Regions from separate parts of the Mus musculus genome. Here all the other regions are linked to region 6. Evidence: chromatin contacts called from public Hi-C, HiChIP or PLAC-seq and promoter capture Hi-C data. All regions are on one chromosome and are shown on one strand. Each heading gives the region's core, a stretch centred on a gene start, on an enhancer-like site or on the middle of the called end of the contact. The rest is flanking DNA. Distances are from core to core; before and after follow the strand shown. Region 1 holds the start of Tpt1 (tumor protein, translationally-controlled 1). Region 2 holds the start of Dgkh (diacylglycerol kinase, eta). Region 3 holds the start of Akap11 (A kinase (PRKA) anchor protein 11). Region 4 has its middle 25 kb from the start of Gm30662. Region 5 holds the start of Vwa8 (von Willebrand factor A domain containing 8). Region 6 holds the start of Lacc1 (laccase domain containing 1). Region 7 holds the start of Zc3h13 (zinc finger CCCH type containing 13).

Region 1 (2,700 bases), core at 59-2,558, 1.2 Mb before region 6:
GAGTTCCAGGACAGCCAGGACTATACAGAGAAACCCTGTCTCGAAAAAACAAAAACAAAAAAAAATTTTTAATGATGTTAAAAAAATACATTTGGGCATAAAACTGGAGAAAATAACAGAAAAATCCAAAAAGAATATGTTTGGGGATCTATGTAAATGAGCATTTTTGAATAATTTGAAAATGAATACCTGGGATGTGCAAATAAGATTCACATAACTCAGAAATAACTGAGTTTTGAGACTGCTAAGTCATAGCCCCTCGGTTCTATGTCTACGTTTTCTGATGTCCTTCACTTTTTTACTGTTACCCCGTGTCCTTTAGAGTATCTAGGAAAGCAGCAGACCACCGCATCTTAAGTGGACGGTTTTTCTTCTGCTCTTTGGCTAGAGTTTTATTCCTGAATGGTTTACTCTGTGCTTGTAACACTTTGTTAGTGTGAACTGCCTTCTCCTTTGACATACTAACCTAACCTTCTGTCCGAGGGCAGGCAGGGCTGGCTATGTCCTTCTTAAGCGAGAAAATTGCAACACTAGGGTTACAACGGACTATAACCAAATCTGGAAGGGAAGAAACTGTGATTTCATCCTGCCATACATGTTTACCTGAACGGTGGGTCTCGGAAGTTGTATGTTGTACTTCGTGGTGGATGCGAAAGCCCTTCAAGTGACCCGGGCAAGTGGGAAGCTCCTTATTTTGGGTCTGTTTAGTCCTGCATCGCCAGGAATAAAAGGGATAAAAGTGACAATACAGAACTGTCCTAACAAAGGACACCGTTTGCGACCAAGAGCAGAACAGGCCAGCGAAGAGCTGTCCGGCCAGACCCACCGCAGGCTTTCACTTTCGGAACCCACTAGAGGACCAGTCCCCAGGACATCTCCCTCCGCGAGCAAAACCGGTGCAGTCTGTGGGCAGCCAAGGACCGGAGGTCGGAGACCCGGGACACCAGCCCGGCGCCATCCCCGTAGTCCCCGCAGGCTCAGCGGCGCGCCCGACAACAGTCATCCGATTCTGCTGACATTTTCTTTCCGAGAAAGGGGTGGGAACTGAAGCGGCGTGGCGGGAGGCGGGGCGCAGTCACACCCTGGCCACGCCCGGGCGGCGACTCAAGCGTCCGGCCATCGGTCGGCCGCAAGTCCCTTCCCGTCCCAGCATGCCCCGGGCGCACTATCCGCACACCGCCCCCGTTGCCCCGCGCACCCAGGGGCACTCCGCATTGTGTCCCAGCAGAGTCCCCGGATGCCCTCCCGGGGCCGGCCGGGCGTAGCCACGCCCCCGCACCGCCCTGCGTTCACGTCACCGCTGACGACAGTTCCGGGGGAGCCGCGGACGGTGACGTAGCCGAGCGTGCCCTCTATATGAGGTTGGGGAGCGCCCGCGTCGGCCTTTTCCGCCCGCTCCCCCCTCCCCCCGCGCGCCGCTCCGGCTGCACCGCGCTCGCTTCCGCGCTGTCAGGCTAGCGCCGCCGTCCCCAGCCGTCACCATGATCATCTACCGGGACCTCATCAGCCGTAAGTCCCGGCGCCCGCGGGCCTGGGTGCGGGTGGGCACCGGGGAGGCCGGGGACACGAGCGCAGAGCTTGGGCCGGGAGCCGCCGCGTGCGCCGAGCCCGGCGCGGGAAATGGCGGGCCTTCGCTCGCTCACGGGCGGCTCTCTCTGTTCGCTTTCAGATGACGAGCTGTTCTCCGACATCTACAAGATCCGGGAGATCGCGGACGGGCTGTGCCTGGAGGTGGAGGGCAAGGTGAGCGGGGCGCCGCGCGCGGGGAGGCTGGCCGCCTGCCTGCCGGGTCGGCCGAGCCGGGCCGGGCTGGGCTGGGCGCCGCGGGGAGGCCGCTGGAACTCGTGCAATCCTCGCTGCCGCCTCCAGGCGGAGGAGACGCTCTTGCGGACCTTGGGTTTTTCTAGAAAAGTGGAGGCGGAGCCGAGCCTGGAAATAGGTCCGCGAACTCAGCGCCATCCTCTTTCCGGGCGAACGGGGACATATTGTCTATAAGACAGGTTTGCGCTGTGCGCGCTTAACCCGTGGCGACTCGAGAGAGGCCACAGCAACTTGGTTCCGCTTGATGAGAGTGACCACCTCTCTCAGTCCGGGCAGCGACTATTTGGGGGGAGGTTAAGATGTTTCAGGGAGCTGACTGATCGTTGCCGGACCTTTTTTTTTTTTTCTCTTTTTTTCTTTTTTTTTTTTTTTTTTTGCCCCTTCGACTAAGTTGTATTGTCTTTTTGTTTTGTTTTGTTTTCTTCTAAATGTAGATGGTCAGTAGAACAGAGGGTGCCATCGATGACTCGCTCATCGGTGGAAATGCTTCCGCTGAAGGTCCGGAGGGCGAAGGTACCGAAAGCACAGTAGTCACCGGTGTTGACATTGTCATGAACCATCACTTACAAGAAACCAGCTTCACAAAAGAGGCTTACAAAAAGTACATCAAAGACTACATGAAATCGTAAGTGACATAAACACCCCGTTTTGGTGGTCAGCTTCCTAGAAGAAGTTGGTTGCTTAGGTAGGAAGGGCTTAAGAAAGGAGGGTCTTTTGTTATACAGTGAAGGTTGATTTTCAATAATGTGAGCAAGCCGGTAGAAAGTTACTTTAAAGGTAATATAGGAATTACATTCTTTTAAATGGTTTCTTGTCACCTAGTAAACTATCATTTTGCTAGAAGACATTACCTATTGGAGCTTATATTCTTACTTTACT
Region 2 (2,700 bases), core at 32-2,531, 1.7 Mb after region 6:
ACAGGCAGAGGGCCCGCCTGAGCAGACTCAGGAAGTCCCTGGGAAAACATCATCAGAACAGCACCGCAGCAAGGATGAAGCCAGAAATTTTGGACCAGGCTTTTGAGACGGTTCACAACGTCAATCAAAAAGGACTAAGAAATACGTAGATAGGGTATGCAGAGCCAAAATTCATTGCCCACTCAAGATTACAAGGGTCTACGCAGGACGGGGATTCCTGGGAGGAATCCCTGAAGGGATGGATGGATAACAGACGGCTCAGTTTGAGGTGCAAGAAATAAGTTAAAGGAGTTTAGGGAATAAATCCAAAGACCTCGACTCTTCTCACACGCAACACTCTGAGCCCCTAAAGTGACTCAATCTACGCGTGGCGTGTGCTGTGAGATCCAGGCGAAAGCGAAGTTAGCCGGTGGCTGGATCCCGGTCCAGGTCCCCTGACCCTCGGAACTGTTCAGGGCAGCCGCGGCCACTCGAGTCGGAGGCGTGGCTCTGGGCTTCTGGCAGCCACCAGCCTCCACAGGCGGCGGTCCTTGGGAACCTGCGTGCCCAGGTGACTGCCAGGGCGCGGTCAAGAGGTGAGCCCCGTCTCCTCCCGGCGCCACCCGCTGACCGCGCAACCCCGTCGCCTCCACTCCCCGGGCCGCCGCGCCACACTCGGGAATGAAGTGCAAAGTTGGGAAAAGGATGAAGCGCGGAAACGGTCCTCTAAGGACCGTCGCCAGAGGCCGACCGGACAAAGGCGCTTCGGGCGGCGAGCAAGGAGGAGCCCGGGCGCCGGAGGAAGCGCTGCCCCGGCTGGGAAGCAGCTGGGGACCTCATCCCGGACCGCTTCCTGAACGGAACATGGGCCGGGAGGGGGAGGCAGGGAGCAAGGACAAGCGGGAGGGGTGGGCGCGGGCGCGGTACCCACCGGTTCCTCCCAGGCCGGGCTCTGGGCTCCAAGCACGGGGCGCACGTGCTGAGGCTCCATCGCGCCGGCCCGCGCCCGCTGGCCGCCGGGGCGCACGGACACCGGCCCCCGCTGCCGCTGCCGCTGCCGCCGCCGCTGCCGCCGCCGCTGCCTGCGCCTCCCTCGCTGGGATCGCTGTCGCTGCCGCCGCCGCTGCCTGCGCCTCCCTCGCTGGGATCGCTGTCGCTGCCGCCCTGGCTCCTGCCCGGGGCCAGCCACGGGCCCTCCCGCGTTCTCTGGCTTCCGCCGCGCTCGCCCGCCCCCGCGCCGGTCCCTTCCTCCGCCACCGCCTCCGCAGCCGCCTGAGTCCCGCTCCACGGCGCGGCGGCGAGCGCTCGGCTCCTCAAGCCGCCGCCGCCTCCCACGGCCGCAGAATCCGCCCCTCTCTCTCTCCTGTCTCCGCCTCCGACTCCCTCCCCTTTTCTCCCGCCGTCCGCCCCTCCCCCAGCGGCCCCTCCCGGCGGGCGGCCCGGGACGCACGTGACCCCCCTGCCAGGCCATATAAGGCGCGGAACCGAAAGCAGCCACCGGGTGGTCACGGGCACCGGGCAGTGGTGCGGCTAAAAGAGGCAACCGCGCCGCGGGGCCCGGATCGCCAGAAGAATCGGGGGATGTCGGGGATGAGTAGCTTGCGCCGGACGAGCGGAACCTGGCACCCTTTCCCCTTGGCATCCCTCGCCACGGGTGCCTGTAGCCCCCGACGGCCGCCTCGGGAGCTAAACCTGGAGCCAATTGCCCAGGACAGTACCTGGCTTCAACAGAGCGAGGCTGCGCTTCGCACCCCTGAGCCACTCCCAAGCACCTATTCCGGCAGCTGAGATGTCTGGCTGGGCTGTCTGGGGAGCCCTGCTTTTGTTCATTTTCTATGGCTGAAAGATTTCGTGGAAAGAAAACCAGCTAAGGAGCCGGTCTGTGGTCCGCTGTGAGCGCTCTGCTCAAATTAGGGACAGGGGCAGTTCCGAGAGAGAGCTCAAATGTCAACTGTCTCTCCTGCTGCTCTCCGGGAAAAAGAAAATGAAAATTGCAACAAGCAATTTTTTAAATCATCTTTCCTGAAATCATCTTTACTGGCAGTGAAGATGGTTTCCATCTAGTTGCAAACCGAGCAGTGACTGCATTTGCATGGGTCATTTCCTCTCTCGTGGACTTCAGACTCCTGCCAGCACCATCTTCTGGCCCTTAGTCTGGTAGACAGATGAATTCACACGTTTTGAAACCGAAAAATCAAAACACTACTTGATCCAGCATGCTCCCACGTCATACTAATTTCCGAGGCTAATATTCCGCTGAAGCTACACTCATAAAGGTCACCTAAGGATTGTGGAGAGAGCTAAGCCACTGGATGGTTTCCAGCCCTCACTTTCTATAACTTGACTGACTAAATTTGCATTCCTGAATCTCTCCTTTAAATGGGCCCTTGGACTGTTGGGTCTTCTTTGTTAGTGACTATGCTTTGTTCAGTGGCCTCCAACCTGCTGCCTAAATAGCCTGTCCTTCATTTACTTTGAATGAGGTTTAAGTGGGGTGAGTGAGCAGTCTGACCATGCTGCGTTTACCTCAGCCCTGGGATCACAGCTGAACACTGGGGCTCACTCAAAACCAGCCCTTCATTCCATCTAGGTGAGCATTCTACCTGCCGACTGAGCTATCCCAGACCGGAAGCGAACTTCTCTTTTTCAAGCATATTGTTACTTTTTTTTTTTTTGACTTTTCTTTTTCACTTAGGTGTCTGTGTCTGTGTGTGGGTTTGC
Region 3 (2,742 bases), core at 72-2,571, 1.5 Mb after region 6:
GGAATTAAAATAAAATGTACCATCCTTTCTCCCAAAGGATTTTCTTCTGTTTCCCTGACGAAGCCCTGGAATTCAGAGGCTTGAGAAGGCTAGCAAATCTCTCACTACAGTTCTGGGCCTCCAACTTCAGAATCTTCAACAACTGAGAAACATCACTGGGCACAGAGTATATACTGCCAATTCCTTTCCAGGCAGATCAGTTGAGCAGTTCTGTAGCTATCTACATTAGCCACAGCTCAGCTTATAAACCCACGTCTTCCCCAATTCCCTCATATCCCTTCATCCCTCATAAGTCAGTTACTAACTACACAACTAATTGCTTAATTTACTGCCAACCTATGATTCACAATCCTGCCTGGAAAACACAATCAAGTATGAATAACCAGGTTATTCCTTGAAAAAAATGCTTCTATAGTTTGAAAGATTAGGTGGGACTATTGAAAATGACATCAATCATACTAGGCTGCCTTTTACCAGCACACACACCAACACATACACACACACACACCAAGCAAACACAAAGACATTAAAACAAAATCACCTTTGCATGAATAAATACTCCATCTTTCCTGATGCCCTTATTTTATATATTTTCATACATAACAAAATTGAGTACCAATATAAATAACACTGCTAACAAGGTGAGAAAGATGCAAAGGAAAACAAGCGATTTAGAAGCAAATGGATAATCACAAGGCTATAAAAGAACTGCGAATATTAACTCCAGTATGCGCCAAGGCCATTAGCGATGTGTCTCAGCAGTATTGCTCACCGCAAAATGCCTTAATGCCTAAAGCTAAGCCACCTCCAACTAATAGGGTTTTTTTTTCTTTTCTTTTCTTTTTAAAGACCGTAGGCAGAGCTAAAGGACTGTCACCAAGCTATACCAGGGGTTTAGACTGTACTGTCACTGTGGTCTGGCCAGCCCATTTTCTATTTGATAGCGCAATTCGGATGCTTGGCCAGCCTGGAGGCGACGTGACAGCGATGCAAACAGCGGCATCTGGGGTTAGGGCAGCGCCGGGGACCTGGGTTCGGACGCTGACAGGGAAGGATGCTGCTGCGGAGGACAAAGTGCACCGTCCTCCCGCCCGCGCCCCACGCAGCGAGGCCACGGCGCCCGGCCGCAGTCTGGACCCGGCCCTCTGGCTCCCGGTTCCCTGCCCCGCTCACCAGGCGGCACAGCCTCTCAGCTCCCGGGCATGTCAGCCTCCCGTCACGGCCCGCAACGCCCGGTGGCGCGAGCCGCAGCGCAGCGGCGCTCCCCCTCGCCCGCCCCAGCCCGCGACGCCACCGCCGCCGCCTCCCCACGCCGCCCACTCACTCTCGCGAGAGCCGTCGCACCTCTCGCGAGAACGACCCCGTGGCCGAGCCCGCGCAAAAGGAACAAGGGGTGGGGGGAAAATATCTTCCCACGTGCTCTGGAGGGCAAAGCTGCGGGTCGCCCGTCACGTGACGCGGAGGCGCCCTCTCCATTGGCCAGGCGGCCCTCGGCCCGTGGGAGCTTTAAACCTCGAGCTGACCTACGAACTCTCGGCTGACGTCTTGCGCGCTTCCTGGTGCGTTGCCTTGGGAACGGCTTAACCCTTTCCTCTGGCAAGCGCCCGAGCCCAGGATGCTGGCATCCCATCCGCCACCCTTAGACCTTCCTGGGGCTGGTTTCCCACAGCCAGTGGCAGCCCACGACATCAGGGGTCCAGACACAGCCCATCCTTCAGAATGGGTCTGCCCGGTTCCCAACATCATCAGGGGAAACCACTGAGGAAGCCTTGGGCCCAATCGGAACCTCTGGAGTCAGTCTAAAGGGCAGTGCACTTCCCAACCCCACGGGCCATTGAAATTGGAAAATAAGGCTTTGACCACCAAGAAGCCTAGCCTTGGGTGACAAGCTGTGTGATTCCTGTTTAAATCAGAGGAATCGGTGCAGTCATGTTGCATGGTCTCCTCAAGGACATACGGTCCTCAAACTGGCCGAGAGATGAGAAGGACATTTTGAAGTAGATGCTCCTTATTTGTTTTATCCTCTTTAGGGGAGAGAGACAAGAAAGAGTACAGTCATATCTTCGTTCTCTTCAACAGCTTTTGGCTGCTTTCCTTACACGTTTTAGGCATAATTCCAGGTTGTCTATTGAACACTATGAAGACAAATAGATTAGGTTGTTGAGAGCTGGGGCCGGGTTGGGGGAGGGGGTGGATATCTGTAGGTGTTAACTCGCAGATTATCATCATCTGATGGTGGTGGTTACAATTGGGCCACTGCTTGGGGGTGGTGCCCTTGTGGGAGGAAAGATTCAGGCAGTGATTTGGATAGCAGCCCTACATCGCTAGCAGAAAGTAGAATAATTCACAAGCCCCAAATCCGGATCTAATCTAGCACATTTGAATAACAAGAAATAAACTTGGGATGATAATAGAGGCTAGATCCCTTACTGCTTCATCAACCAAGAAAAGAACTGGGAGTTTAGTCTACAATGAAAAGCTTTGACCTCTTAAAGGGGGGAACAATAACAATTAGTTTAAAAAAAAAAACAAAAAACTAGTAAGCTCTTCCCTGTAGAGAGTGAATTTTACGGAAGCTGAAACAACAAGGAACTCGTCCAGGTAAAAGACAATCCTGTGAGAACCAATTTCCAATGACCTTGACAGTCTCCAAAATGTGTTAAGTCAGAGCCCTAAGCGCTGGCTGCTGACTTGTATTTAAAATATGTAGATTTTTTTTTTTTTTTATCATTTTGTTGTTTT
Region 4 (2,877 bases), core at 175-2,674, 1.3 Mb after region 6:
ACTCAGCACAGATAAGAAGTACAGGGAGGTAGGAGAATTCAGGCGGCCCTAATAGTGTGTTTCCTCCAATCAGTGGGAGCTATCCACCTGCAGCTGCACTTCTCTCTGAGCCTCTTCACCTGCACTCACTCTTTCCAAGGCTCCCTCCCAAAGATCAAACAAGCATCTAACCCTGAGAGCCCCCTCAGCCACCATCACCCTCAACGCTTACCCGTTTCCTCTTCCAGGTATATTTCATGTATATCTAGCCTTGTTTGAAGACACAGACTAGCACTTATACCACAAGAGAAAATATGACAATCACCAAATGTTATTTTTTAAAGGGAACAATTCATAGTCATTTATTTAACTTTTATAAGCTTCTATACACACACACAGCTAATTTTTGTTTTGTTGTGGGTTTTTTTGTTTGTTTTTGTTTTGTTTTGTTTTTTTTTCTTTTCTTTTTTTTTTTTTTTTTGAGACAGGGTTTCTCTATGTAACCCTTGCTGTCCTGGAACTCACTCTGTAGACCAGGCTGGCCTCGAACTCAGAAATCCTCCTGCCTCTACCTCCCAAGTGCTGGGATTAAAGGCCACTACCACCAGGCTAAGACAGTGTCAGATCCCAGTATAGGTGGTTGTGAACCACCATGTGGTTGCTGGGAATTGAACTCAGGACCTCTGGAAGAGTCGTCAGTACTCTTAACCACTGAGCCATCTCTCTAGCTGACTAATTTTAATTGTCAATCTGACACAGTCTGAAGTCAACTTGAGAAGAAAGCCCCTTTTGAGGATTGCCTAGGTCCGATTGTCATATGACCATGTCTTCAGAGGACTTTCATAATTATTAATTGTTGCAGGAGGGCATCCATAGCTCACTGTGGGTGGCACTATTCCCTAGGAAGATGTTCCTATGCTTTATGAGAAAGCTAGCAGAGAGTAGGCCTGAGAGATAGCCAGAGAAGGGGCTGGGAAGAAGGGCCCCTCCCTGTTTCTGCCTCACATTCCTCCGCTCACTTCCTGGAACGATGACTTCTGACCTGGAAGTGTAAATGAAAGAAAATGTTTCCTCTGCAGATTGCTTTTGAGTACAGTATGTGTCCCAGGAACAGAAAGCAAGCTATAACACCTGTGCTTGAACAGTTTTTACAGGGCAGAAACTGACATGAAGAAGGAACACTCGGGCACCTGGATAAGAGAAGGAGATGCCCACAGCAGATCATTAGAGTACTCACTCCCACTCCCACAGTGCCCATAGCCCTGGCTGCCCTTGCACCCAGTGTAGAGAACTTGAAAACTTGCTGATCCCCTTTCAGAGATCCTGATGTAATTGTTCTCGGGGATTCCTGGAAATTTGCATTTCAAGGGCTCGCCAGATGATTTGAGTAATACAGTAAGGTTTGGGAACCCCTGTCTCTAAGACACATAGTGAAAGACCACGACATAGAGAACTTAAAAGACGTAACTCTGCAGCTGCTCAGGAGGACTGTGGTTAATTCAGAGTCCTGAGGGAAGAGAAAAAAAACGTCTTCAGCAGATCTTTGTAAAGGAAACACTGTGGGATGTTGGCAACCACATCCTTAACAACATCCCTGCAGTAAACACAAAAATAAGTTCACAGACTCGCGTCCTGTGACATCCCTCAGCACTGCCAGGTTCTTTCCATGTGCTACCACATACTGCGAGCAGGTTCTGCTCACGTACAAATGTGGAGAGGAATTTTCCACTTTGGTTAGTGTATCTCCCCCTAAGGAGGCTTTATGCCATATCTTGGGATTTAAAAAACCTTCGGTTAGACACCGAGGGTATCAGCAAACATCCATCTTTGTCTGTTTCCTATATTGGGGGAGTTGCCCAGAAATGTGTGCCTGGCTCACATGTCCACTGCTATGGAGTGTTCAAAAAAAAAATCTCTAATCTATAGCAAAAAAATAACATTCCTGGGTGAACTCACATCAAACCCTACCTTCAGTGTCTCAGGAATAATAACTTCAAAATGAAAACATCAATGCAAATGAACGTCAAGCTGCAAGTTGCTATTCAAGCAAACATTGCACATCTGGTGGAGGGTGGGATCTACACGAAGCTAGACCACCTGCAGCTAACTCTAGATTCTATGGGACCAGAAAAACAAACTGTTTTTCACATAGGCAGAAAGTTGAAAAGCAGATAGTATCCAGCTGACAGTCACCTTCACACAGCTAATTCCTTCTATTCCCACCTAGTGATGGAAAGATACTCTCTACAGCTTTGAATTTGAGGAAATAATCGAGAAAATCATACTGTCTAGGACTTGGTACTAAAACCCATCAGAAGAGGCAACCCTTTGGGATTCTTGCATTTAGGTTCCAGGCTGGCCATCTTGCATCTCTAAGAGGTACAAAGCAAGGTGCCACCCAATCTGGATGAGGACATCCACAGGTCCTTCCCTAACCTGCCTCTCATGTCTCTGCAGCAGGTTGGGTTTGGGACTGTCTTTTCCAGAATTTGTCTTCCTAGAACACTTGTACCCAGCCTGGAGTTCAACGTGTGTATGTTTAGTAAGTGACTGCTCGCCATAGTTTATGATTTGCATAGTTTGAAATCCCTGATTTCTTATTGAGTTCAGTGTAACGTCAGTAAAACAGATAGGAGGAAAAGTTTCAGTGTCCAGTTCTATCCTCTACAAATTAATACACATCTCCAGGACATTGCTTATAAGCTAACAGAAAGAACATGCTTTCAGCATTATAGAAACTGAATAATTCCAGTAGACTCTGGATTAAAAAGCAAAAACAAAAAACAACAGCAGTAGTAAGAAATAAACTCCAAAGTGAGTTGTTCTAGCATTCCAGACTGGTGAATTGAAGTTCAAGGACACCCAGAAGAAAAGGATGAAAAAAAAAAAAAAAGAAAA
Region 5 (2,822 bases), core at 79-2,578, 1.8 Mb after region 6:
AAAATGAACACCTGAGTGAGGGTGGTGTGTGTGTGTGTGTGTGTGTGTGTGTGTAGAGGGGAAGCTGGGAGAGGAGAGAGCCAGGATCCAGGAAGCCAGACCAGGAGACCAAAAGAGGACCAGAGTAGTCAAAGAGGCTGGATTGTAGATGGAAGAGCAGCTTGGGGGAAAGATAGTACTGCCTCTGGGTTGGAGAGTTCAGAGTAGGGGACTGAGTGCCTCTACCAGGAGGATCCTGTAACAGGTGGGAATGGAGAGATAGGAGGAGGATCTAGTGGCTAGTACCAGCTTTGATGTGTTAACAGGGACCTCTGTTAGCTTTTATCTGTTAACTGGCACCTCCTATAGCTGGTTGTCTCAGATTTGAGGCCTAACAGGTGTGGTTGTGAAATAGTGAGAATCTATCCATGTAATAATTATGCTGTTTTGACATCTTTAATGTTCACTCCTTTATTTTCGATTTCTCCAAACTAGTTTAAATTATTTCTCTGCCACCTCCATTTACTTCTAAGTTTAGTTCCTCGGGAAGTTTAAGTGCCTGGGAGGTGGGTGCTTAATATGGATGTAAGATACAGGTAGGTCTAGAATTGGCAAGGCCATTCTCTGAGAGCCAGGCCTGCATCTTGTTTGTTTGATTTCATTGTGCAGAACTTCATTAAAACTTTTTGCTTTGGTTAATTCACTCTTGACATTTTGGGGAGGCAGCCTAATTACATTAGACTTTGTTTGCTTTATGGAAGACTGCTGCTGCTTTTGGAATGCATGGTAGGGAGGGAGCCTTAGTCAAGTGTCCTACTTTTTCCTCACTAAAGACATAAATTATGTTTATATAACCCTTGCCTTGTAGCCTGACTGGATCCTTCTGGTAGTTGAACGTTTTTTCATTCACCATTATAGTGTAACATTTCCTCTTGCAGTTTAGAAGATGATAAAACAGGAGCGGCAAAGGAAGGCTAAACTGAAGCTTTCAATGCCTGTGGTGTGGAAACCCTGGGAAGATGACAACGAATTAAAATAGGTGAAGTTCCAGAATCTCTTGAATATTTTCTCCATTCTGAAAAAAGATCCGAAGCAGTATCGAGGGGAAAGCCCACAGTGCATCATAACACAGTAGGCTAGCAGCCAAGAAAGAAACAGGGCATACGCTCAACTGTGCTAAAGGTCTTTGGCATCTCCCCAGCTCCGGGCGTCCCTGGGGCGACCACGCCTGGGGCGGCGCGCCGGGCTCCGGTAGCCGATCCTACCGGCTGGCGCTCGGCCTGCCCTCCGCCCCGGGCCGGGCCCATCCCGCAGAGCCCGGCGAGCCGGGGGAAGGAGTTTCCGGCGGACCCGCCTCCCTGCCGCTTCCTGTCCCGCTCGCCGATCGCCTCCTGCCCGGTCCAGGGACTGTGCTTGTCCGAAGCCCCTGGAGGTCCCACGCATGCCTCCTGCACCATGCAGTCACGCCTCCTCCTCCTAGGAGCCCCGGGCGGCCTTGGGGACGTGGCCTCCCGGCGAGTGCGGCTGCTCTTGCGGCAGGTGTTGCGGGGCAGGCCGGGCGGGGACCAGCAGCGGCTGGAGGTCAGGCTGCTGCACTCTGGGGCGACCGACTCAGGTAACTGGGCCCTCCGCCTTCGCTGCCGCTGCCCTCGCTGCTTTGTGATGTGGGGCAAGGCGCTGGCGCCCCCTGGGCTCCACTCTGAAACCTTAGGGGTCCGGACTAAGGTCTCTGATGCCTAGGAACACAGTTTTCTCCCACTGGAGATTTTTGTACAAGAATCCTCACGTAGACTCTAGGACACTGAGAGGTTTATGCTGCAGCCTTTGGGGGCTGTTAAGACTCGTGCTTGACCTTGACCTTTGACTCCCGAGGGCTTGGTTTTGTGTCATGAGCCAAGTAGGGCTCGTGATGGCATAGACACGTGTACAATCTTGCTGGAGAACCTGTGCCCATGTTCCTTCCCAATTTTAACAGAAGACTCGGTTTCAAGCACTCTTAGAACTGAAAGTCATCGCTTTAGTTAAAACCCTATACTATAGTCGGAATGAATGAGTCCCAAAAAAGAGGGAAACAAAAAAAAAAAGTGCCTCGCTGAGGATCACAAGGTGAAATTGCGATTCAAAACTTGCCTGTCCTCGATTATAGCTTCTAGAGCATGTACTTGCTTTCCACTCTGTTACTCAGTTTTCATCTGCGTGACAACATTAAAACACACACACACACACACACACACACACACACACACACACACACACACACAGAGCAGCCTAAAACAAGGGAAGATTTCTTGGCTGGAAGTTACAGATGTTTCAGTGTATGCTTAATACTTTAATCACTGTGGCCTGTGGTGAGGCAGAAATTCGTGATGACAAGAGGACTTAGCAGAGGGAAGCTGCTCTCTCAGGGAGGCAGAGAGAGAGGAATCGGGGATAAGACCTACTTTTCAAAGAATCTACTTTGTCTCACTAGGTTCACCTCCTTGTGTGTGTCATCTCCAGATAGTATCATCTCATCTAATAAATCCATCATTTCACCAGTCCAGATGATAATACACTCTTATCAGAGAAGGCAGATGTCAAGGGTAGAATGTGGTACAATCTGACAGGCTTTGAGGTTGAGCAGTTTTGGGTAGACTCCGTTTGTTTGTTTGTTTGTTTGTTTGTTTATTTATTTATTTATTTATACTCTCTAGCTAACTATAAGAGCCATGAGTCAGCAGATAGAACATTTAATTGAAAAGAGGTTTTTAAAAAAATGAAAAAAAATTTGTTTTGTACTGATATGCCTCACTACAACAAGGGGCACTGAAACTGAGAACTTGTGTATTCACCAGAGACCTGGG
Region 6 (2,700 bases), core at 101-2,600:
CATCCAGTGTCTCCAGTAAGGTCTCATGGCAGTTTTTCTGTGCATTCAATTGTAAACCAGAGAGATCAATCAAGACTGCTTCTGCCATTCTTCAATCAGGCAGTCTTTTTTGCCCCAAAGACTTTTTATGCCATAGCAGCTGTAAAGAAAAGTGATCACAAATAACAATAAATTCGATCTTCTTATAGATACAACCGAAATTTGTGGTGAACAAAAATAAATAAATAAATATAAAAATAAAAATAGGAAGTAAATTGCATCAATACAAAAAGTAACCAAAATAAATGTAGTGTGCAGAGCAGAAAAGCCAGTGCACCATTCATCCTGACAATTAAGGGCAGAGCCATCTTTTATTTTGTGAACAGCTGGGTACATTTTTATAGAATAGAAATTATGCTTTGTTTTCCTTATAGCAGATTTTAAGTACAAAATTACTTGTTGTCTGAGATCAAGTCTTTTTAATTATAGGATGTAAATCTGTTATGTCATTATCCCCATCATGTCTATAAGATTAGATCACATCTCATGAAATACTGAGGTCTCACCTTTAGGATATTAAGTTGAGCAGTATCAGCAGCCAATCTTCTTTGGGGTTGCGGTTGGGACAGGGATTCGAGGCAGAGCTTCTCTGTCTAACAGCCCCAGCAGTCCTGGAACTAGCTATGTAGACCAGGCTGGCTTCGACCTCAGACACCTGCTTGCCTCTGCCTCTGCCTCCCAAGTGCTGGGATTAAAGGTGTATGTCACCAGAAAGAAAGAAAGAGAGAGAGAGAGAGAGAGAGAGAGAGAGAGAGAGAGAGAGAGAGAAGAGTAAAGGTGTCTGTCACCATAAGCAAGCAAACAAACAAACACACTCATTTTTTAAAGGTAAAAGCTAGCCCACAGGCTGGGCTTTCCCCCCAGGTTTACACAGTCCTCCGCACTTGGGATAATCCCAAAAGCCACTGCAACTTGGATCAGGGTCGATTTCTGACCACTTGCAGATTCTCTGAACTCCCTGTCCAGGCTGGAGCTCCCCTCTGCCGACCCTGTGACCCCCAATTCTGACACCTACCATTGCTGAGCCTTCACCCCGACGCCCACCCCAACCTCCGCCCGCCCCGTAGGGCACTGGCGCCTTCATTCATTCTTTCCGCCAGCCGTGCAGGCGACCTCGGAGGAGCCTGGACTGCACGGTGTGCGTCCGTCCGTCCCGTCGCCGCGCCGACCTCCCCTCCGCCCGGGACTCACCGCAGGGCTGCTTCCCGCGCTCTCCTCGGCGGCCGCGAGCTGGGGCGTGAGCTGCAGGCTCGGCGCTCGAACCCCAGTGGCTCCCAAAGTCACCGGCCGGCCGGTCCGCCCGCCTCACCGCGTCCCCGGGCCTCCCGGCGGCCTCGGGCTCCCGCGGGCGTGCGCCCGGGTTTGGGTGTTCCCGCCACGGCCGCGAGGTGGCGCCCTGGAGACGCAAGGCCGAGCCCCTTGCGGGGGATTCCCGCGCCGCTCAGCAGTTCCGGGTCAGCGCCCGCAGTCACCGTGGAGGCCGCCTGAGGCCCGGGCGCTGAGGCGCGGGGGCCCGGAGAGCCGCGGGCGAGCGCGTCCCGTGAGGCGCCCGGAAGGGAAGGGAAGAAGCGTCCCCTCTCCCCGCGGGCCGTGGCGACTCCAGAAGGATCTGCTGACCCAGCAGTGTGGCCAGCTTGTCACTTAGCGCCCTCCAATCCGGGCTCAAGTAAGGGGACTCTGGTGACTTTTGTGGGGGAGTGGCTTTTTTTTTTCTTTTTTCTTTTCACTTTTTGTTTAGTTTTTAAGTTTCTAGTTAGTTTTCATTTTTTCCCCCTTTCGGCTGATTCTGTACTTTCATTTGGGACCAACATCCTTGACTGTTCACTTGTGTTGGCAACGTCGATTTCTCTTACCCCCCCCCCCAAGTGTGTCCCCTCACAGGACGGAATGCATTCATTCTTACAGTAGCAATAAGATAAAAATTAAGGCTCCTTTGTCCCCCAAGGGTTTAATGTTATTTATTTAAAAACAACAATTTGAAAATCAAGTACTGTTGTAAATGGAAAAATACCCACTCTTCAAAATATATGAGAAGGTAAGAGAAAGCGCATTTTCTGAGGACTGGCAATGGAGGAAGGAGAGGGCCTTCATTTTCCTTGGTCTTCCTCCAAGTGCTCAAGTGTTTCCTGAATGAGAAGACTCTAGGGGATCCGGGAGTCTAGAAGTCTTGTTAAGTGTGCACCCATCTCAACTTGACTAGCGGCCAAGGTAACCAGCCCACATAGAACCTACTCCAGGCCGTGTGATCACTTTCAGAGGGCACACATTGAATGCTCGCTGGACACTTCCAGGAACCCTGAGGGATAGATAACACAGATCTGATCAGACATGCATGCCTTGGCATAAACTTGCTGTCTGTTAAGGAAAATGGATTTTTTTTTTTAAAAGCAAGTTTAGAAGCTTTTTTTCTTGTTTTCATGTCCAAGGATGAGAGCTCAGGATTCATTCATGCAACAGCACTGGCAGTAACAAAACTTTCAAAATAGCTAAGTTGTTAGGGAAGTTGTGATAATGTATTTACATACCATTTCCTTCAGCATCTGGTCTGTCTGGGCTGCATTTCTTAACACTCTCTCCCCTTTCCCAGGCTACTACAGAGCCTCTCAATCCTGGTTGCACATGGGAACAAGTAGAACTTAATAGTAGAGTAGGTACCCCACA
Region 7 (2,700 bases), core at 111-2,610, 1.8 Mb before region 6:
GCACTGTAAAATGTACTAAAATGTTATTGGCAGTTATCACTCCTTAATCAGATTATTGTTGAGTTCTGGGCAACATGTGTTTTCTTTCTTAACATGGTTTCTTTTAGATGACTACAACTTTCAGATAAGAAATTTAGGTAACATCCAGAAGGAAGCTATTTTCGTTTCTACAATGAAATAAAGTGTTTGTTGCTATGAAATAAATATATTTTGTGTCTCTTTTAGATCTAGCTCCTGGAGGTTCTGACGATTGGATCTATGATTTGGGCATCAAATATTCGTTTACAATTGAGCTCCGAGATACAGGCAGATACGGATTCTTGCTGCCTGAGAGATACATCAAACCCACTTGTGCAGAAGCTTTGGCCGCCATCTCTAAAATAGTTTGGCATGTCATCAGGAACACTTAATGCCCTAACCTCCGCTCTCATTATTTTTATTTTATTGATTTCAGCAACACTTAACTGTTGCATTAGCTTCTAAGTTGAATCAGTTTCCTTGGTTTTGTTGAAGAATAAAAAGCACACTACTTTGAGCTTAAGAGTGAAAATGGCCCCCTGTGTATTTTAACATTTTTATTTTTATTATTTTTATTCTAAGAGGTTAGCTACTGGTCCCACCCCACCGTCCCTTGATTTATGATGAACAGCTATCTTAAGCAGTTTTAAGATGTACTGTGTGTGTGGTGGGGCGTGAGGGTGTGAGTTTAAGCACCAGGTTTATGCTGGACCCCCATCAGAGGCCAGAAGAAAATGGGGAACCGCTGTTACTGAAGGTTACAGAAGGTGGTCAGCAGTCACGTGGGGGATGGGAGTCAAACCTGGTCTCTGAAAGAGCTGCAACCGCTTTTAACGGCTGGAGCCATCTCTCCAGCTCCTCCTAAGCAACTTTTACCCTAAATCTACGGAGATCATTGGATCCAAGCAGGAAAAGCAAAGGCACTCTGTAGCACCTCAAGGGTTTGCACCCTAAAATTTTAATCAGTCTCTGCTCTTGTTCTTGAAAACGCAATCCGTGCATTTCTGCTCCAGCTTCAGGCCCAGGCGGGGGACGGGCGGTTGTCAAAATCTGCAGCTTCGAAACGCACCAGGCTGGTGGTTACTGCCGAAACAAAGTAGCACTTTATGCGATGGAAAACGGTGAAAACCAGAATCTCAGTCAACTGAGAATCTCCGTCCTCCCACGCTGACTCCGTGTCCCCAGACCTTAGTAAACAGGCGTCAGGAACACACTCCGCACTGCCCTCGCGTCGGACGCGAGGGGGCGTGGTCTGAGAGGGGCGGGGCTTACTCGATGACGACTAATCTGGGGGCCGGAAGCTGCCTTGCCTGCGGAGGAGTCGGGCAAACTCGCGACTTCCGTCGGCTTTTAGATGCTGCCAGTGTAGCGGCCAGGCAGAGTTGTGGTCTTAGCGTTGCTCTGCAGTGGCTTCTGTGCGTCTCTCGTCTCGTGTCCGGAGCTCTCCAGAGCTGGGAGAAGATCCGGGCGGCTCCGCTGCTCCCTGTTCCCGGCGTCCGCCCCGCTTGAGGAGGGCCGGCCCCTGGGAGCCGCGCGTGCACGTCCTCTTGGTCGTCCTCCCGGGGCCGGGCGCGGGGACAGCCGGAGCTGAGGCGTCAGGGACGTCCTGAAGACTGCGCTTACAAGGGTGCTTGGAGAGGAGGTAAGCGTTCGGGGAGCGGATGGGAAGAGGCGTTGGACCCGGCTCGTGTGGGCGTCCTGCGCTGTGGCCTCCATCCTCGCTCGCCTTGTTCTGTGCTGCTTGTGTTTCTGAACGCTGTTTGAGCATCCCACCCTTGACTCTGCAGAGGCTCTTGGTGTTAGATCTGGCTGTTGCTCCAGTTGTGATTCTGCAGTCTGTGTCAGGAAGCAGGCGGACTCGGATACCGTGGTGTGGTGGTCGCATTTGTGTGTGGTGAAAGGATGCAGCAGTTGTGTTTCTTGGATTTAGAGTTGCCTTCTTCACGTATTCCAGATCTATTGAAGAAAGGAGAGTCCTTTTGATTGTTCCTGGTCTTGCTTATTTCCCGGCTGCAGTAAATACTATTGGGAGTGTAGGAGTACTGTTTTATCTTTATACTCCCAGGCAACGGGAAGCTGGAACGAAAGGAGAAGATATATCTGGCAGTATCACTTGCTAAGCAGGTTGACATTTATGTGGCTGGAAAAGTATTCAGAGTTGAAGAAAATACTTGGATGATATTGGTAGGATCTTGCTTGTGAGAGGCAGTATCTTAAGTTAATTCGTTTTATTAGGAGTCTTCAGATAATTTGAACTCTTTCAGTTATGGGCGTGCACAGTCTCTCCTGGTTTGTGAATTTCAAAAAAAAATAATTTGAAAAGGTTGGACCTTTAAGTTTGGCATTTAAGGGTTTAAAAGTCTGTGATATGTTTATTTAGTTAGTCCAGATCACTATGCGGCTCTGCCTATATGCTTAGTTTTGCTATGTAGTACTTAACATTACTAGCTTTAGAATCCAAACAACAATATTTCGCAACACAGACGTATAAATTTTTAAATAACCTCCAACTTCTTAGTTAGATTATATCAGATGACAGTTTCATCTGGAGACTTAGCAAGCTGATGTAGGAATGTCACAATTTCTGTGCAAACGGTTGTGCCCTGAAACTTGAGTTTCAGTGTGAGCATCTGGTAGGATGTAGTTGATACCAACACATAGGGGGTGACTCAGATACCTAAA

Evidence for each region. Promoter capture Hi-C pulls out the DNA fragments that hold promoters and counts their contacts. A called contact is a pair of places that touch in the nucleus more often than the background predicts. HiChIP or PLAC-seq counts read pairs in DNA pulled down with a chosen protein or histone mark.
Region 1: a contact with region 6 is called in an H3K27ac HiChIP or PLAC-seq map of microglia, with 6 times the contacts expected there. The contact joins the promoter of Tpt1 here to the promoter of Lacc1 in region 6. A contact is called at or near these places in 3 of 39 promoter capture datasets (embryonic stem cells, hippocampal neurons and maxillary cranial neural crest), 1 of 484 Hi-C or Micro-C datasets (B cells), 3 of 115 datasets of contacts at active chromatin or transcription factors (astrocytes, bone marrow-derived dendritic cells and microglia) and 2 of 9 other capture datasets (adipose tissue and liver).
Region 2: a contact with region 6 is called in an H3K27ac HiChIP or PLAC-seq map of bone marrow-derived dendritic cells, with 4 times the contacts expected there. The contact joins the promoter of Dgkh here to the promoter of Lacc1 in region 6. A contact is called at or near these places in 1 of 39 promoter capture datasets (maxillary cranial neural crest) and 1 of 115 datasets of contacts at active chromatin or transcription factors (bone marrow-derived dendritic cells).
Region 3: a contact with region 6 is called in a promoter capture Hi-C map of embryonic stem cells, with 4 times the contacts expected there. The contact joins the promoter of Akap11 here to the promoter of Lacc1 in region 6. A contact is called at or near these places in 3 of 39 promoter capture datasets (the 3T3-L1 cell line, embryonic stem cells and pre-B cells), 1 of 15 datasets of contacts at CTCF or cohesin (the NIH/3T3 cell line), 2 of 484 Hi-C or Micro-C datasets (B cells and embryonic stem cells) and 3 of 115 datasets of contacts at active chromatin or transcription factors (bone marrow-derived dendritic cells, embryonic stem cells and forebrain).
Region 4: a promoter capture Hi-C map of second pharyngeal arch cranial neural crest shows a contact between it and region 6, with 7 times the contacts expected there. The contact joins the enhancer-like site here to the promoter of Lacc1 in region 6. A contact is called at or near these places in 6 of 39 promoter capture datasets (the 3T3-L1 cell line, the C10 cell line, embryonic stem cells and 3 more) and 3 of 115 datasets of contacts at active chromatin or transcription factors (bone marrow-derived dendritic cells, embryonic stem cells and large pre-B cells).
Region 5: a Hi-C map of liver shows a contact between it and region 6, with 4 times the contacts expected there. The contact joins the promoter of Vwa8 here to the promoter of Lacc1 in region 6. A contact is called at or near these places in 1 of 39 promoter capture datasets (hippocampal neurons), 1 of 484 Hi-C or Micro-C datasets (liver) and 2 of 115 datasets of contacts at active chromatin or transcription factors (cardiomyocytes and pancreatic cancer cells).
Region 7: a Hi-C map of B cells shows a contact between it and region 6, with 6 read pairs. The contact joins the promoter of Zc3h13 here to the promoter of Lacc1 in region 6. A contact is called at or near these places in 1 of 39 promoter capture datasets (pre-B cells) and 1 of 484 Hi-C or Micro-C datasets (B cells).

What each region holds. Positions count from the first base shown.
Region 1 is chr14:75,843,948-75,846,647 of GRCm38.p6, forward strand. It overlaps Tpt1 (tumor protein, translationally-controlled 1), which reads left to right and starts at 1,309. Exons shown (of 6, transcript NM_009429.3): 1 at 1,309-1,509; 2 at 1,670-1,743; 3 at 2,256-2,446. The coding sequence starts at 1,482. Gm4285 (predicted gene 4285) reads right to left here and starts at 1,017. Exons shown (of 3, transcript NR_045294.1): 1 at 827-1,017; 2 at 604-710; 3 at 1-35.
Region 2 is chr14:78,731,448-78,734,147 of GRCm38.p6, forward strand. It overlaps Dgkh (diacylglycerol kinase, eta), which reads right to left and starts at 1,282. Exons shown (of 30, transcript NM_001081336.2): 1 at 911-1,282. The coding sequence starts at 970.
Region 3 is chr14:78,535,539-78,538,280 of GRCm38.p6, forward strand. It overlaps Akap11 (A kinase (PRKA) anchor protein 11), which reads right to left and starts at 1,322. Exons shown (of 12, transcript NM_001164503.1): 1 at 1,174-1,322.
Region 4 is chr14:78,355,432-78,358,308 of GRCm38.p6, forward strand. No RefSeq gene overlaps it. Among named protein-coding and RNA genes, the nearest start is that of Gm30662, 25 kb to the left of the region's middle. Within about 2 kb of position 1,425, at least 54 of the 459 cell types and tissues checked have an H3K27ac peak or open chromatin away from gene starts, as enhancers often do.
Region 5 is chr14:78,847,850-78,850,671 of GRCm38.p6, forward strand. Vwa8 (von Willebrand factor A domain containing 8) reads left to right here and starts at 1,329. Exons shown (of 45, transcript NM_027906.1): 1 at 1,329-1,594. The coding sequence starts at 1,435.
Region 6 is chr14:77,035,267-77,037,966 of GRCm38.p6, forward strand. It overlaps Lacc1 (laccase domain containing 1), which reads right to left and starts at 1,351. Exons shown (of 8, transcript NM_172488.2): 1 at 1,231-1,351; 2 at 546-724; 3 at 1-139. The coding sequence starts at 88. It overlaps Ccdc122 (coiled-coil domain containing 122), which reads left to right and starts at 1,506. Exons shown (of 6, transcript NM_175369.4): 1 at 1,506-1,705.
Region 7 is chr14:75,283,006-75,285,705 of GRCm38.p6, forward strand. Zc3h13 (zinc finger CCCH type containing 13) reads left to right here and starts at 1,361. Exons shown (of 19, transcript NM_001359875.1): 1 at 1,361-1,660. Cpb2 (carboxypeptidase B2 (plasma)) reads left to right here. Exons shown (of 11, transcript NM_019775.3): 11 at 226-550. The coding sequence ends at 410.